Regions from separate parts of the Mus musculus genome. Here region 2 is linked to region 1. A link is a contact called in public HiChIP or PLAC-seq data. All regions are on one chromosome and are shown on one strand. The core of a region is the stretch at or near the end of the contact, and the rest is flanking DNA. Distances in the headings are between cores, read along the strand shown. Region 1 overlaps Alkbh1 (alkB homolog 1, histone H2A dioxygenase). Region 2 holds the start of Snw1 (SNW domain containing 1).

Evidence for each region. HiChIP or PLAC-seq counts read pairs in DNA pulled down with a chosen protein or histone mark.
Region 2: an H3K4me3 HiChIP or PLAC-seq map of embryonic stem cells shows a contact between it and region 1, with 4 times the contacts expected there. The contact joins the promoter of Snw1 here to the enhancer-like site in region 1. A contact is called at or near these places in 13 of 39 promoter capture datasets (the C10 cell line, the HPC-7 cell line, cranial neural crest and 7 more), 32 of 484 Hi-C or Micro-C datasets (CD8 T cells, the G1E-ER4 cell line, cortical neurons and 17 more), 9 of 115 datasets of contacts at active chromatin or transcription factors (the SCID.adh cell line, effector CD8 T cells, embryonic stem cells and 1 more) and 3 of 9 other capture datasets (adipose tissue, liver and pancreatic islet).

Annotation. Positions count from the first base shown.
Region 1 is chr12:87,420,809-87,428,162 of GRCm38.p6, forward strand. Alkbh1 (alkB homolog 1, histone H2A dioxygenase) reads right to left here. Exons shown (of 6, transcript NM_001102565.1): 6 at 7,269-7,354. It also overlaps the pseudogene Gm8557. Among named protein-coding and RNA genes, the nearest start is that of Mir3068, 13 kb to the right of the region's middle. Within about 2 kb of position 3,878, at least 14 of the 459 cell types and tissues checked have an H3K27ac peak or open chromatin away from gene starts, as enhancers often do. A contact at or near this core is called in embryonic stem cells, epiblasts and stem cell-derived epiblast-like cells, where this site is marked.
Region 2 is chr12:87,467,858-87,475,211 of GRCm38.p6, forward strand. Snw1 (SNW domain containing 1) reads right to left here and starts at 4,442. Exons shown (of 14, transcript NM_025507.2): 1 at 4,391-4,442; 2 at 753-906. The coding sequence starts at 4,404.

The DNA.
Region 1 (7,354 bases), core at 2,628-5,127:
GATAGCTTCCTGAAGCGGGTGAAGGAGAACGACCAGAAGAAAAAGGAAGCCAAAGAGAAGGGCACCTGGGTGCAGCTGAAGCGCCAGCCTGCGCCACCCAGAGAAGCACACTTTGTGAGGACTAACAGAAAAGAGCCTGAGCTGTTGGAGCCCATTCCATACGAATACATGGCCTAATGTACACACAAAAAAATAAAATACCAGCACCAAAAAAAAAAAAAAAAAAAAAAAAAAAAAACCCACAGAAGCAGTATTGTCCACGCTTTCTCCATGGCTGAGCCTGGGGCCCCGCTGCTGAGTACTTCTTTTTTTTGTTTTTGTTTTTTTGAGACAGGGTTTCTCTGTATAGCCCTGGCTGTCTTGGAACTCACTCTGTAGACCAGGCTGGCCTCAAACTCAGAAATCTGCCTGCCTCTGCCTCCCAAGTGCTGGGATTAAAGGCGTGCGTCACCGCTGCCCAGCTGTTTTTGTTTTTTAAACACACAGTTTCTTTGTGTTGCTCTGGCTGTCCTGGTACTCGCTCTTGTAGACCAGGCTTGCCTTTGCCTCCTGAGTGCTGGTATTAAAGACTTGTACCCAGTGCCTGGCAAATACATGGAACACAGGGCCCCCAATGGAGGAGTTAGAGAAAGTACCCAAGGAACTGAAGGGGTCTGCAACCCTATAGGTGGAACAACAATATGAACTAACCAGTACCCCCAGAGTTTGTGTCTCTAACTGCATATGTAGCAGAAGATGGCCTAGTCGGCCATCATTGGGAAGAGAGGCCCCTTGGTCTTGCAAACTTCTATATGCCCCAGTACAGGGGAAATGCCAGGGCCAAGAAGTGGGAGTGGGTGGGTAGGGGAGCAGGGCGGGGGTAGGGTACAGGGAACTTTCAGGATAGCATTTGAAATGTAAATAAAGAAAATATCTAATTAAAAAAAAAAAGACTTGTGCCATCACACCCAAAGCAGAGCTCTTAGGTCCAACATCCAGTGCTCTGAGAACTGATGGAAGCTATGCTTGCAGCTACAATACAAATCCAATCTCATCTAATACCTAACCAGAGAGAGGTACCCAGTGTAGTCACTTCCTGGTGTGTCCACACAGGAACTTATCTCACCTCCCTTCTGCCACTAAGACAGAGCTCAACAGAAATGCAGTCTTAGGGCTCTGTAGTCTTCAACGTCCCAGGCATGTCCCCAGAATATAGTAATTCTTTTCAGGATAGTACTAAGAGCCTTACCAAATGGCTCAACCTCAACTATAACTTACCTGTTGCCCTACTAAGCAAAGCCCAGGACTGGTACTTGCATAGTGGGGCAGACCAAAGCTGGCTGGCACAGTAAGGTGTCTAGAGCTTGGGATGCAGAAAGGCAAGGGACTGATTATCTTATTGTAATAGGTGGGATCACGGATTCTCCAGCCAGTCTGGCAAGAAGCCAGAAGAGCCTGGCAGCTGTTTACAACAGATCTCGTTTATAAACACAGGATCAGAATAGGCTGGGGTTAGAGAGATAAACCTCATCTTTACTCTTATTACTGAATATGGTGTTGTGTTTTTGAAGACAGGTCTATGTAGCCCAGACTGGCTTTGCTATTTGCCACTTGTACTCCAGCCTCTAGAGGGTTGGGATTACAGATGTGAGCCACCACGCCTGAACGTCTGCATAGGATTATTTATAAGGTTTGTTGCATGTAATTGAAAATACACATAGATAATACGTGAATGTATTTCTATTAAAAAAATCAGAGAACACAAAACTATACAGTGGAAAGTGCCTTCTCCCACCTCCCAATGTCTCCTCCATAACACTACATTAGGATGAATTCCCCCGGATGTACTTACAACACGTGAACATGACATGTTCCTTTACTTTGGGCAGTGGTGGTGTACACTTTCACACTTTCATCTCAGCACATGGGAGGCAGAGGTAGGCAGATGCTGAGTTCAAGGCCAGCCGAGTTCCAGTTTGGTTTTTCCAGACAGGGTTTCTCTGTAACACGCTTGATGCTTGCTAGACAGGCTGGTGTCAAATTTAGAGACCCACCTGCCTCTTCCTACTGAGTGCTGGGATTAAAGGTGAGCACTACAACCACCCACGTTCTTTTGTTTTGGTTTTTTTCTTGTAAGTTGATGGTCTGGATCCAGGGTGATCTCAAACTTTCCATCTTCCTGCTTCTACATCCTGAGCGCTGGGATTACAGGTGCGAGTCACAATGTCCTTCTCAGCATTAATGTGTTTGAGTGCGCATATATTCTATTAGTTGCTTGCTACCAACTTTTGGGTTATTAGCAGTTTTTCATTATTATTTTTTTAAAGATTAATTAATTTATTTTATGTATGTGAGTACACTGTTGGTGTCTTCAGACACACCAGAAGAGGGCATCAGATCCCATTGCAGATGGTTGTGAGCCACCATGAGGTTGCTGGGAATTGAACTCATGACCTTTAGAAGAGCAGCCAGTGCTCTTAACCGAGGTGCCATCTCTCCAGCCCCTGGTTCTTCATTATTATTATTTTTTGTTTGTTTGTTTTTTCGACACAGGGTTTCTCTGTATAGCCCTGGCTGGCCTTGAACTCAGAAATCTGCCTGCCTCTGCCTCCCAAGTGCTGGGATTAAAGGCGTGCACCATCATGCCCGGCTATTATGAGTATCTTTTACACAGTATGTACCCATGTGGAGGTTCTATAGGGAAAAGACCTCAATTACCGGATAAAAGTTTATGTCAACAATGACAATTACGTACCAGAGTTTTACCAATTTACCTTCTCACAGCAGTGGATCACAGCCTTTGCACACATCCATGCCAACACTGAACAGCTCTGTGCCACAAAGAACAGATTACATCTTTGTCTTGTGGCACTGAGAGTCTCAAGGGAGGAAAACCAAGAATTATTAGTCATATTTAAATTATCTATCATATTTCATTACAATATTTAGTAACCTGTGCAGACTTCAGAATGACCAGAGAAAGAATAAGGTCAAAGTGGCCAGGTGGGAGTGAGAAGCCAAGAGAAATCAGGGGCCAGCTGGGGTGAGGATTTGTATGTGACTGCTGACACTCTGCCTTGGCCTCAGGGAGAAGCAGGATATAGTCTGCCTTGGCTATGGAGACAGGGAGGAGAGTCATGAATGGGAGGAGCCAGTGAGGCAGCAGAGATGGCAACGGCCTGGGTCAGGAGAGGAACAATGACTTGAGAAGGGACCAGAGTATGAAAACTTTAAAGCCAAGAGTTTCTTGGGGGATTAGACACAGGATAAAGGAGCAAGGGAGATGGCCCTGTGGGGAAAATGCTCAACAGGCAAGCCTGATAACCAACTCTCTGAAGTTGTTGCTAAGTGTTGGAACTGTAACTAAAACTTAGCTATGAAATTTTTACCTTCTAGAAAGTCATCTTATTTTAGAAGAAATTTGACTTACCAGTGAAAGCAAGAGAGGCAGCAAGCCCATCTTCAGGGGACTTCATGTTTAAAAAAAAAAAAAGAAAAAAATCAATAAAAGCAAACCACCTGGCTAGGTAGCTAGGCTTCTGTTGTTCTTCCCACTGTCTCCCTTGAAGCTGGAATCCTGGATGGGAGGTCTTTCCTGCCCAGCTTCTCCAGCCTCTGGGGGCTGCGGAGATCAGTAGTCACGCCCCCAAGCTCCTTGCAGCCTCATTACCATTCAAATTTGTCTCAGTTGAATCCCCCTAGGGTTTTTAGGGCTTTCCTTTATCTTTTCTCAACTCTAATAATCAGTTTTGGGATTAAGGGGAAGGGGTAAGACCAGCTTATCTCAGTGAAAAGGGAACTAAGAAAATTGGAAAACAGGTAAGCTAAATCTTGCTGACTCTGCCTGGTTAGCAATACATCTGTGTCTCACAAAGGCCTTGGGACCTCTCTAGGGAAAACCAGACACGGGCTGAACATGACCCCATGTTCAGACACTACAGCAGAAGAGACATAATAGGCAGGGAGCATAGAGGGTTCAGCTTTCATGTGGCCTTCCCACTGGTTTTCAGTAGACCCTTTGCATTCATTTCACGTCTAGGAATTAAAGCAGTAATCAGAGCTGCCCAGCAAGGTTTTTGTGTAAGATACCAAAACGCAGAGATAAGGTGTTATGCTTCATCAGGAAGACATTAGGAAGGATGCTTGACTGTGACCCTTCATCAGTTGGTGCTGAGCTCAGCATATGGTTTACACAACTCTTTAAAGGATTCCCTTCATATACTGGAGAGAGAGAGAGAGAGAGAGAGAGAGAGGTCCTGAGTTCAAATCCCAGCAAGCACATGGTGGCTCACAACCATCTGTAATGGGATCTGATGCCCTCTTCTGGTGTGTCTGAAGACACCAACAGTGTTCTTACATAATCAGGGTTAGGGTTAAAAAAATTGAGAATATATACCTTTACTATGCACATACCCACTTAAAAGTATTACTTTTGCTGGGCTTGGGGGTGCACACCTTTAATCCCAGCACTTGGGAGGCAGAGGCAGGCGGATTTCTGAGTTTGAGGTCAGCCTGGTCTACAAAATGAGTTCCAGGACAGCCAAGACTACACAGAGAAACCCTGTCTCGAAAAACAAAACAAAACTTACTTTTTTTTCTTTTATTTCTGAGTAAAGGTTTTCCTGTGTAGCTCTGCTGTCCTGGAACTCTATAGACCAGGTTCCTTCAAACTCCATTGCCTCTGTCTTCTGAGTGCTGGCATTAAAACACGAGCAGCCATCACCCAGCTAAACATGTTATTCCTTATGTGCATGGGCGCTTTAATTGCACCCAACCTATGCATGCCTCTAGTGCTCTCAGGGGTTAGAGTGCTGGAGACCCTGGATCTGGAGTTACACCAGACTGCGAGTGTTTCAGTTTAACATATTAGGAATTCTTCCCAGGTAAATACAGCCCCCACCCCCTAAAGATATTGGTACTTTTTGAGTTTATTTTTCAAAGACAGGATCTTACTATGTAGTACTGAAAGACCAGGAATTTACTACAACCCCGCCCCCGCCCCCCCATGTCTCCCAAGTGCTAGAATTTAAAAAGGCACATATAACCACACCTGGTATGATACAGGCACTTTAAAACATAATTTCATGAAACAAGTCCTTTTTGCAAGACAGTGCTATTGCTCCTAGATTTGCATTCTGAAGTTCCGACTAAAGTAGATTTACAAGGTTTAAGAGCTATGCTCTCCAGGTCGAGGGATGGCCCTATAATTAAAAGCGTATTTCACTGCTGTAGCAGAGGATCAGAAAGATTCCCAGAGCTCACATGGCATCTCACAAACATCTAGAATTCCAATTCTTGGGAATCCAATGCTCTCTTCTGGTTTCCACAGCAAGTGGACAAGCAAGTGCTCTTCACACATATAAGAAGGCAAAACACCCACACACATGAAAGAAAATTTAATTACCACTTTCTGAAAAAATAAAATTTTATCTTTAAAATAAGCATTTAAAGATTATCAATATAAACTGAGAGGTACAGGGAAGCATAAAAATATTCACATGCTGAACAGTTTCTCTTAGAAATCTGTAAATAGAAACATCAGGAACAGGCAAAACACCAAACATACAAAATTTAAATAAGAATTAAGGGATATTTAACAATCTGTACAAAATGCTGCCCTGTACAGGCAACGACCAGGCTTTCTAAAGTATAAACAGTTGCCCATTTTCCTGCTGTTCTTGAAAAGGTGACTAGGTGTAATGTGGGTGTAATGCCGGTGGGACTTAGTTCCAGGAGGGAGCTGCTTTGCTGAGTCAAAGGAGCTCTAGAACCAGTCATCTGTGGAGAAAGGAGGATTTGAGCAGCCACTTCCTCATGGGACTTGCTTCAGATCTTCACTCTGATAAACACTGAACAAAAACCTCCCTGGATGGCCCTGATAACTTTTGTAGACTCAAATCTCAGTAGTGAAACTTATTGGGTCCAAGAACACTCCTGAAAACATTTAGGATGGTCACATGATTTCTGAGGGGAACAAGGACACTGCGTGGGATCATGCTCCACAATCCTTACAGTAGAGCAGAGAGCATGGCGAAGCCTCCCTGCACCTGTGCATGGACACCATGGCAGTTACTGGACTCTGCTGCATTTTAACTTCACTCTTGGAAAACCAGTACTGTTCTTTCCTAGGTCCTTCCTTCAGATGCACTTTCTTAGGAGGCTAAACTTGTTCTGTCAAGGTGCCGATCAGATCTTCTAGGTTCCATAGGACTCTCCAACCTTGCACTCTTAACTTAAATAACACACACACACCCACCCCATTACACAAACTTTTTGTGTTTGAGTATTGTGCCTCTTCAAGTATGTGACATATGTGCGCTTGGGGTCCAGAGGCCAGAGAGTGTTGGGTCCCCTGAATTGGAGTTACAGATACTTAAGAGCTGTCATGTATGTGGGTCCTGGGAACTGAACCTGGGTTCTTCTGGGTCACCTCTCCAGCTGCCCCTCATTTAATAAATTAATTCTGGATGTTGGTACTTTAAAGAATTTTATGTGTCACAGCATATTCTTATGAATCCTCCCCACAGCCACTTAGTGTCTTTTATCTGATACTCTATAAGTCTGGGTTTTTTCCCCCCTTGAGACAGGGTTTCCTTAGACAGCCTTGGCTGTCCTTTGTAGACCAAGGTGGCCTTGAGTTCAGAAATCCACCTGCCTCCACATCCTGAGTGCTGGGACTAAGGTATGTACTACCACAGCACAGCTAAAGAGTCTGTTTTAATGGCCTTGATAAACTTTCTGTTGGGTTTACCAAAACAAGAACAGAAAAATAGCTTGTTGGTTTCATGTGGGTCAAATTTAATGAACTATCAAAGAAAAGTTAAAGAACTTTCCCAAAGGCAAATTACATAAAAATTTCCTATCATGCACTAATTTTAGAATGCAGCTTATATAAGGGATTTCTAATTTTTTCCTTATTAAAAAATACCACACCTGCTGTTATCACACAAACCCAAGTGCAGATAAATAAAGAGAGTGGAGGACAGGGCTGAGAAAGATGGAAATCAAACAAACCACACTGCAGGCAGCTGACAGCACAGTGGTTTCTAGCTAGTCCCTGTCTCCCAGTTTAACAGGCACACCCAGTTTCTAGAAAGAAACACCAAAATTACCTCATGGAAGTGACATTGTATTCTGACACCAGTGAACAGAGGGTCAAGGAACATTGGGCACAACACAGTGCTTAGGGGAAAAATACCTAAAGCCTTCAATAGCATGAACAATAGAACACATAAAACGAGGAAAAAGTGAACGCCTGACACACCAACCCTCAAAGACAGATACAGGTCTTTAATTTAAAATAGAGTAACTTTATTCATGGAGAAAACAGCTAATGAAACACCCTAGAGACTTTTAGTCATTTAAAACAAATTAA
Region 2 (7,354 bases), core at 3,192-5,691, 48 kb after region 1:
TGGGGTGTGAACACAACTCAAATGCAAACCCGATTCTTTTCCTTACCAAGATTTAAAGTTTATATTTATTATTACTAGTGTATGTGTGACAGAGAAAGAGAGAGGGGGAGGGAGAGAGAGAAAGAAGTGGGGGCACATGCCCACACCACAGTGCTTGCAAGAAAAAAAAAAAAAAAGTTTTGGGGGCTGGAGAGATGGCTCAGTGGTTAAGAGCACTGACTGCTCTTCCAGAGGTCCTAAGTTCAATTCCCAGCAACCACATGGTGGCTCACAACCATCTGTAATGGGATCCAATGACCTTTTCTGGTGTGTCTGAAGACTGCTACAGTGTACTTACATATAATAAATAAATCTTAAAACAACAAAAAAGTTTTGGGAGCACGTTCTCTTTTCCCACTGTGGAATTGAATTCAAATTGTCAGGTTTGTGTAGCAAGAGCTGCTGCTTGCTGGGCCATCTGCCTCTTCTTGTATCTGTATCACTCTCTCCCATTACTCCCATTATTGTTCAAGTGCTGTAAGACCTACATTTGTAAAGGTATGCTAGTCCCTTTTGTACAAGTTGAATAGTTCAGTATGATAAGAAGCAAAACAGTGATTCTCCGGTGATCACCGACCAAGACAATGAACAGAAAGTCTATGCAAGGAAGAGCAGACTTTCTGAACTTACTATTGAATGGCTGTTAGTACTCACCATCCAGGGTTCAAATTTATCTTGCAAGTGTACAATAATATATTTTAGCCCACATTTACCTCTAATAGTCTTGGAATCCAGCCTTTCCTATATCCGTATGGGGGAGGCTCCCTTCGAGAGGAGACCAGAGAGGTCTGCAGTGATCTCTGAGATCTTGCCCTTTCTTCAGCTTCAAGTTGGTCCTGAGACAGCTGAGTAGGCGCAGGTAAAAAGCTACAGGAAATTAAAAGTCAGAATTTAATTATCACAATTCAGCTACAATATGCCTTTACTCTGCACACAGACTTTTCAATGATTATTAGAACCATTTAATATTTATTATTCTTATGTGTGGAAAGGAAAAAAATTACTCAGAGACAAACAGTAAAAATTTTGACTATGCCAAAGGCAAATGCTTGTACAGACTTAAAAGGGTGTCAGATCTCATTATGGATGGTTGTGAGCCACCATGTGGTTGCTGGAATTTGAACTCAGGACGTTCTGAAGAGCAGTCAGTGCTCTTAAGTGCTGAGCCATCTCACCAGCCCTTCTGTGTTTCTATACTTTATACAGAAGCCAGCCTCCAGCACATGGTTTCCTAAGAATCCTTCGTATTTTTTTCTTTTTTTATTAGATATTTTCTTTATATACATTTCAAATGCTATCCTGAAAGTTCCCTATAGCCCCCCCCCCTCCCCTCCCCACCCATTCCCGCTTCCTGGCCCTGGCGTTCCCCTGTACTGGGGCATATAAAGTTTGCAATACCAAGAGGCCTCTCTTCCCAGTGATGGCCGACTAGGCCATCTTCTGCTACATATGCAGCTAGAGATAGGAGCTCTGGGGGTACTGGTTAGTTCATACTGTTGTTCCACCTATAGGGTTGCAGACCCCTTCAGATCCTTGGGTGCTTTCTCTAGCTTCTCCATTGGGGGCCCTGTGTTCCATCCAATAGATGACTGTGAGCATCCACTTCTGTATTTGCCAGGCACTGGCATAGCCTCATATGAGACAGCTATAACAGGGTCCCTTCAGCAAACTCTTTCTGGCATATGCAATAGTGTCCGGGTTTGGTGGCCTTCCTAATTTTTAACAAGGCCTATTTAGGTAGTCCAGGCTGGTCTTGAACTTGTCCCTGTCTAGCCTCAGCCTCTAGAGTAATGAGATTATAGAGGAATTCCACATTATGCTACTGTGCTTTCCTATTGGTTTTTCTGTTTTCATTGTCAGCAGACAGACTCTCACTGTGTAGATCCAGCTGCTTCCCCAGTTTTGGGATTAAAGCTGTCTAGACCATGTGTATACCATCCAACTTTCTGCATTATGATTAACTATTCATTTACCAGACAGAGCAACCTGAGCTGCCATGTGGGTGCTGGGAAACATACCAGGTCCTCTGCAAGAACAGCCACTGCTTTGAACCACTGACCTATTCCTCCCCAGTCCGTATTTGCTAGTTTTATAAACAACATTTAAAAACACAGAAATGAAAGCTTTGTAGTCCTCAAGCCCGACCATTTTGAGACTTCACCTTTTAGCATTGCTGATAGGCACTCAAGACATATTATACCTCTGGCGTTCTTCTTGTGTGCATCCATTTCAAATTCTACTTTCCCTCTCATGGTCCTACTAATCTGTATCATAGTGCCTGAAGAAGACTCGAATATTTGCTATCTAAAACACTCAGTCAGCACAACTCACTCTTATTTTTCTGTACCGAGGCTAGGACCACACATCTGTTGATGTACCAGTACATCATCTGTTGGTTCCAGTTTCATTTCTGTGGCTGTTGTTAAAAAACTGCGGCAAAACACAATTTACAGGAGGAAGGGCTTATCTGATGTCTTAGTCACTGTATGTATTCTTGCACAAAACATCATGACCAAGAAGCAAGTAGGGGGAGGAAAGGGTTTATTGAGCTTACACTTACACAATGCTGTTTATCACCAAAGAAAGTAAGGAAAGGGACTCGCACAGGGCAGGAACTTGGAGGTAGGAGCTCATGCAGTACCCATGGAGGCTGCTGCTTTCTGGATTGCTTCCCCTGGCTTGCTCAGTTCGCTTTCTTATAAAACCCAGAACTACCAGCCCAGGGATGACACAACCCACAATTGGCTGGGCCCTCCCGCCTTTGATCACTAATTGAGTAAGTGCCTTACAGCTGGATCTCGTGGAGGCATTTCCTTAAGTGAGGCTCCTATCTGTGTGATAAATTGAGCTTGTGTCAAATTGACACACAAACCCAGCCAGTACATTTGGCTTTTAATTCCAGGTTAAAACCCACGAGAGATGTCAAGGCAGCTAGTGAAATCCCACAGACAATCAAGAGCAAGAGGGACTTGCTTTCTTGCAGAGAAGGAAGGAGGGAGGCAAGCAGGCAGGCAGGCTAGGCACCATGTAAGCTGCTTGCTGGTTGGCAGAGTGGCTTATACTCATCTAGCTTATACTGTTCAGGATATCCCGCCTAGGGAATGGAGCAGCCATTAGTGGTTTGGATCTTCCTGCATCTCTTAGCAAGAAAAACAATCCTTTCCAGACATGTCCATAAGCCAATCTGTTCTAGGCAATTTTTTCACCTGATATCTTTTGACCAGGTGTTAAGCAGACAGTTAAAGCTAACCAGGTCAGTGTTATTCTGTTTTTGTTTTTAAATCCTGGCCTTAAACTACCTATACAGACCTGATTGGCCTTGGAACTCTGAGATCCTCCCGCCTGCACTATTTTCATCCGTGTACCCACTTGTCCATCTTCCCGGTTTAAAAAAAATTTTTTTTTCATTCTACATATACTACCTCTAGGGCAAAGCAGGACAACAAACCTTAATTCATATAACCAAAATATTCTTAGGATTCATATTGTTATGAGCCAGGAAAAAATATGAGAAGTGGGTTTAACAGGTACAATCCAAGGCCCTAAAGTGAATACCTTCTTTAAAATCAGACTTTTCCAGCTGAGTTTGCATGGAAAGTTTTTCCACTTACAGCAGTTGGGAGTTACATAACTTTTTGGAAGTCTCCCACTTAGCATTTTCTTTTCCTTAAAGGTTGGAAACACTTTACATACAGTAACCAGGGCAACCAGGAACAGCAAAAGCCGGAGGTGGTTCTATGTACAAAAGAAATTCTAAGATCCAAAGTTAAAAGGTGGAGCGGCGCGCATTTAGTCAACAGCAGCCCCTACTGCTGTCAATTAAAAAAAAACTTGGTCGGTTCTCGGACGTTCCCAACTCTTTGTTTTTTTGTTTTGTTTTTTTTTTTTTTTTTGCAAAAATCTTTGTTTCGGGAGAGAGAGAGTAGCAGGAGAAAATGAGAAGCACAAAACATACAAGCGGCTGGAAAGCCTCCCACGAGACGGGCGAGCTTTGCTTAGCGGGGTTAAATAAGCCGCGGCTTCGCAGTGCAACCATCTCAGCCCGCAGTCCACAAGGCGCTCGTCAATCTACCGCGCCGCTTACGCGAAGCACATGTGAGGTCCTCGCGGCGAGGCCATGTCAGGGCTCTCGGAACAGGGGGGGGCGAACTCAACCCGGGAAGCCCCGAAGGAAAGACCCCGGCTTCGGCGCGGCCTAGTCGCGGAGGAAGCCCGAGAGAGGTTCCAGCCACGGTTTTGACTAAGTTACTTCTGCGCCTCAGGCCAGGTCACAGCCCGAACAGTACGGGCAGAAAGGAAAAGATGTGTACTCCAGACCCTTCCGTATCGAGGACCCAAATCAACAACCCACCTGGTGAGCGCCATCTTCTTCCGCTTCTTCCTGCGCAGGCCACAACGTCGCCGGGCGAGTCTTGCCCGGGAACGAGGAACACAATGGAAAAATGCTCACTGCGCAGGCGCTCTGACCGAACGGCCCTCTGGGCCTTGTAGTTCTTTGAGAGAGACTTGTGACAGCCAGTCTGTTGAAAGTGCGTTAGCAACAACTACCTTAGCATACGAAATTCCTTACTTCTGTAGATTTTACAGGCTACAGGGTCTCTGTTTAACATGTCAGTAGTGATAATACAAAATATGATATAAAGCCTTATTTTGGGACGCTAATACTATTATCCAACTCTGCTTTAAGGCCGCTACACATAGTACTGCTTAAGAGTTTTGAATAGGATGCAAAGTCTGGCTGATCCCCCACTATAAGCCACCCTCCGTGCATATAGTTAATCGTTGTGTTAACAGTCATCTACTTTAAATTTTGCTTCACGAATGAATTATTTAAAAAACAGTGTGGGGTGTGGCAAATAAAGAAGATGCTAGAAATTAAGATCAATGAGCGTAGATTTAGTTCAGCTGATAATTTGGAGCTGAAGTAGGACTGAGACAGGTAAGAAAGACAATTATTTCTTTCTGAGATAGGGTTTTTCTGTGTAGTCCTGGCTGCCTTGGAACTTTTCCTATAGACCAAGCTGGTCATGATCTGACATCAGCTTGACACTGCCTCCTAAGTGTTAGGATCAAAGGTCTTTGCCACTGAATGCAGCTCAAGAAAGACAGTTCTTAGTCCAGCAGTTGAGGCACATGCCTTTAATCCCAGAGGTAGATCACTGTGAGTTCAAAGCCAGTCTGGTCTACAGAGCTAGTTCTAGGATGGCCAAGACTACACAAAGAAACCCTGTCTCAAAAGACTAAAACCAAACTGTCTTAGTGTACCCATTACTGTGAAAAGATGCCATGACTGAGGCAACTTTTATAAAGGAAAATATCACTTGTAGCTGGCTTAAATTTTCAGGGGTTCAGTTCATTATCATTATAGCAGCATCCAGGCAGACATAGTGCTGGAGAAGGAGCTGAGAGTTCAGCAAGCCAATTTGAAGGCAGTAAGGAGAGACTGCTTGTCTCACTCTGGGCAGAGCTTGAGTAGATATAGATCTCTTCAAAGTCCTACATCCACAGTGGCAAACCTCCTCCAACAATGCCATACCTCCTGAGAGTACCACACCTTGCACTAAGCATAAGTAAATCACCACGCCAAACAAACAAAAGGACTCTTCTTGCCACACACTGGTTTTCTATGGTAATGAGAGACTAAAGAGGCTACTGAGGGCAATGTTAAAATAATGAATGTGGGAAATCAGAAAGGCATAGCCCAAAACCTAGGATGTAGGATTGAAAGAAAGGGATGGATATGTATTCTGACAGTCAATTCTCATTTTCCACAGAGACATATCGTTTGGGGTGCTTGTACCCTGATGATCCCTAATCATCCCATGGTTATATAGAGAACAGCAATTTTACTACAACACAATTAAGAGAGTAGATCTGGCTGGGCAGTGGTGGTGCACACCTTTAATCCCAGCACTTGGGAGGCAGAGACAGGTGGATTTCTGAGTTTGAGGCTAGCCTGGTCTACAGAGTGAGTTCCAGGACAGCCAGGGCTACACAGAGAAACCCTATCTTGAAAAGCCAAAAAAAAAAAAAAAAGAAGAAGAAGGAGGAGGAAGAGGAGGAGGAGAAAGAAGAAGAAGAAGAAGAAGAAGAAGAAGAAGAAGAAGAAGAAAAGAGAGAGAGAGAGAGAGAGAGAGAGAGAGAGAGAGAGAGAGAGAGAGAGAGAGAGCTCTGTAGAACTGATTGGGTGACACAGTGGGTAAAGGCCCTTGCTGCCATGCTTGACTGCCTGCGTACAGTCTCACATACATGGAGAAATCAGAATCTCTCAGGTTGTTCTCTGACCTACTCATGCGTGTTGTGGTAGTTTTACACACACAGACTCATACACTATATGTAACAAAACTTAATTTATAATTCTAGGTATACGGGGTATTTGTCTGCATGTATATATGTACCACATGCATGCCTGGTGCCCGAGGCTAGAAGAGGATATTGGACCCCTTGGGTACTACAGTAGCAGATGTTCATAAGCCACTAATGTGGGTGTTGGGAATTAAACACAGGTTCTCTGGAAGAGTAGTCAGTGCTCTTAACTGATCTCTTCAAACCAATAAAGTTTATTTTTAAATGACTTGCCATAGTCAGTGATTTCCTTTAAGTATGTACAGTGCGAGTTTGGTTCCTATGTGCTGGATTTTCATGAGTTTCCCTATGTCATCTGGTTCTGGATTTTGGTAAGCTACCTACGTTGTCTGTGTTTCAGCCCACCGCCAGCAATTTGCAACAGACAAACAAACAAACAAACAAACCCAGAAGACCTAACTTCTCTCTATCTCAGTCTTTCCCCCTCAAAGTTGTGAGGAAGTTGCAGTGAGCTGACCATGGCTGAGGAGGTGGTTGCTCACTCAGTGCAGTACTCACTGCTCAAGCACGAAGACTTCAGGTCAATGCAACTCATGGAAAAAAAACCATGGATGTAATATAAGCAAGCCCCAAGGGCATAGCTCCATTGAGCTTTAATCAGCTCACTAGCATTAGTTCTTGGAACAAGCAGACTTGCCCAACAGAGGGCACCCAGAGCAACAAACACTACATGGGCAGTGTGTCTGTGCTAGAGGGAGTTGCAGGTGTTGGCAGGTGGGGACATCAATGAACCACAAGCAGGTAAAGCTTGAATTTTCTGTCTGCAGAAGCAGCTGACCGTGACCTTGGCATAGCCTAAGCCTTGCAAGTGTTGACTGAACTTTATGTTGAAGTCTAGTGGATGAGATCAGTGATGGTGATAATGTAATAGAACAAAGTGGCGTGTTCCAGCTCCAGCAAGCAGCAGAAGTTTGGCAGCTTCAGCCATGGATCTCTGGCTTTATAGTCA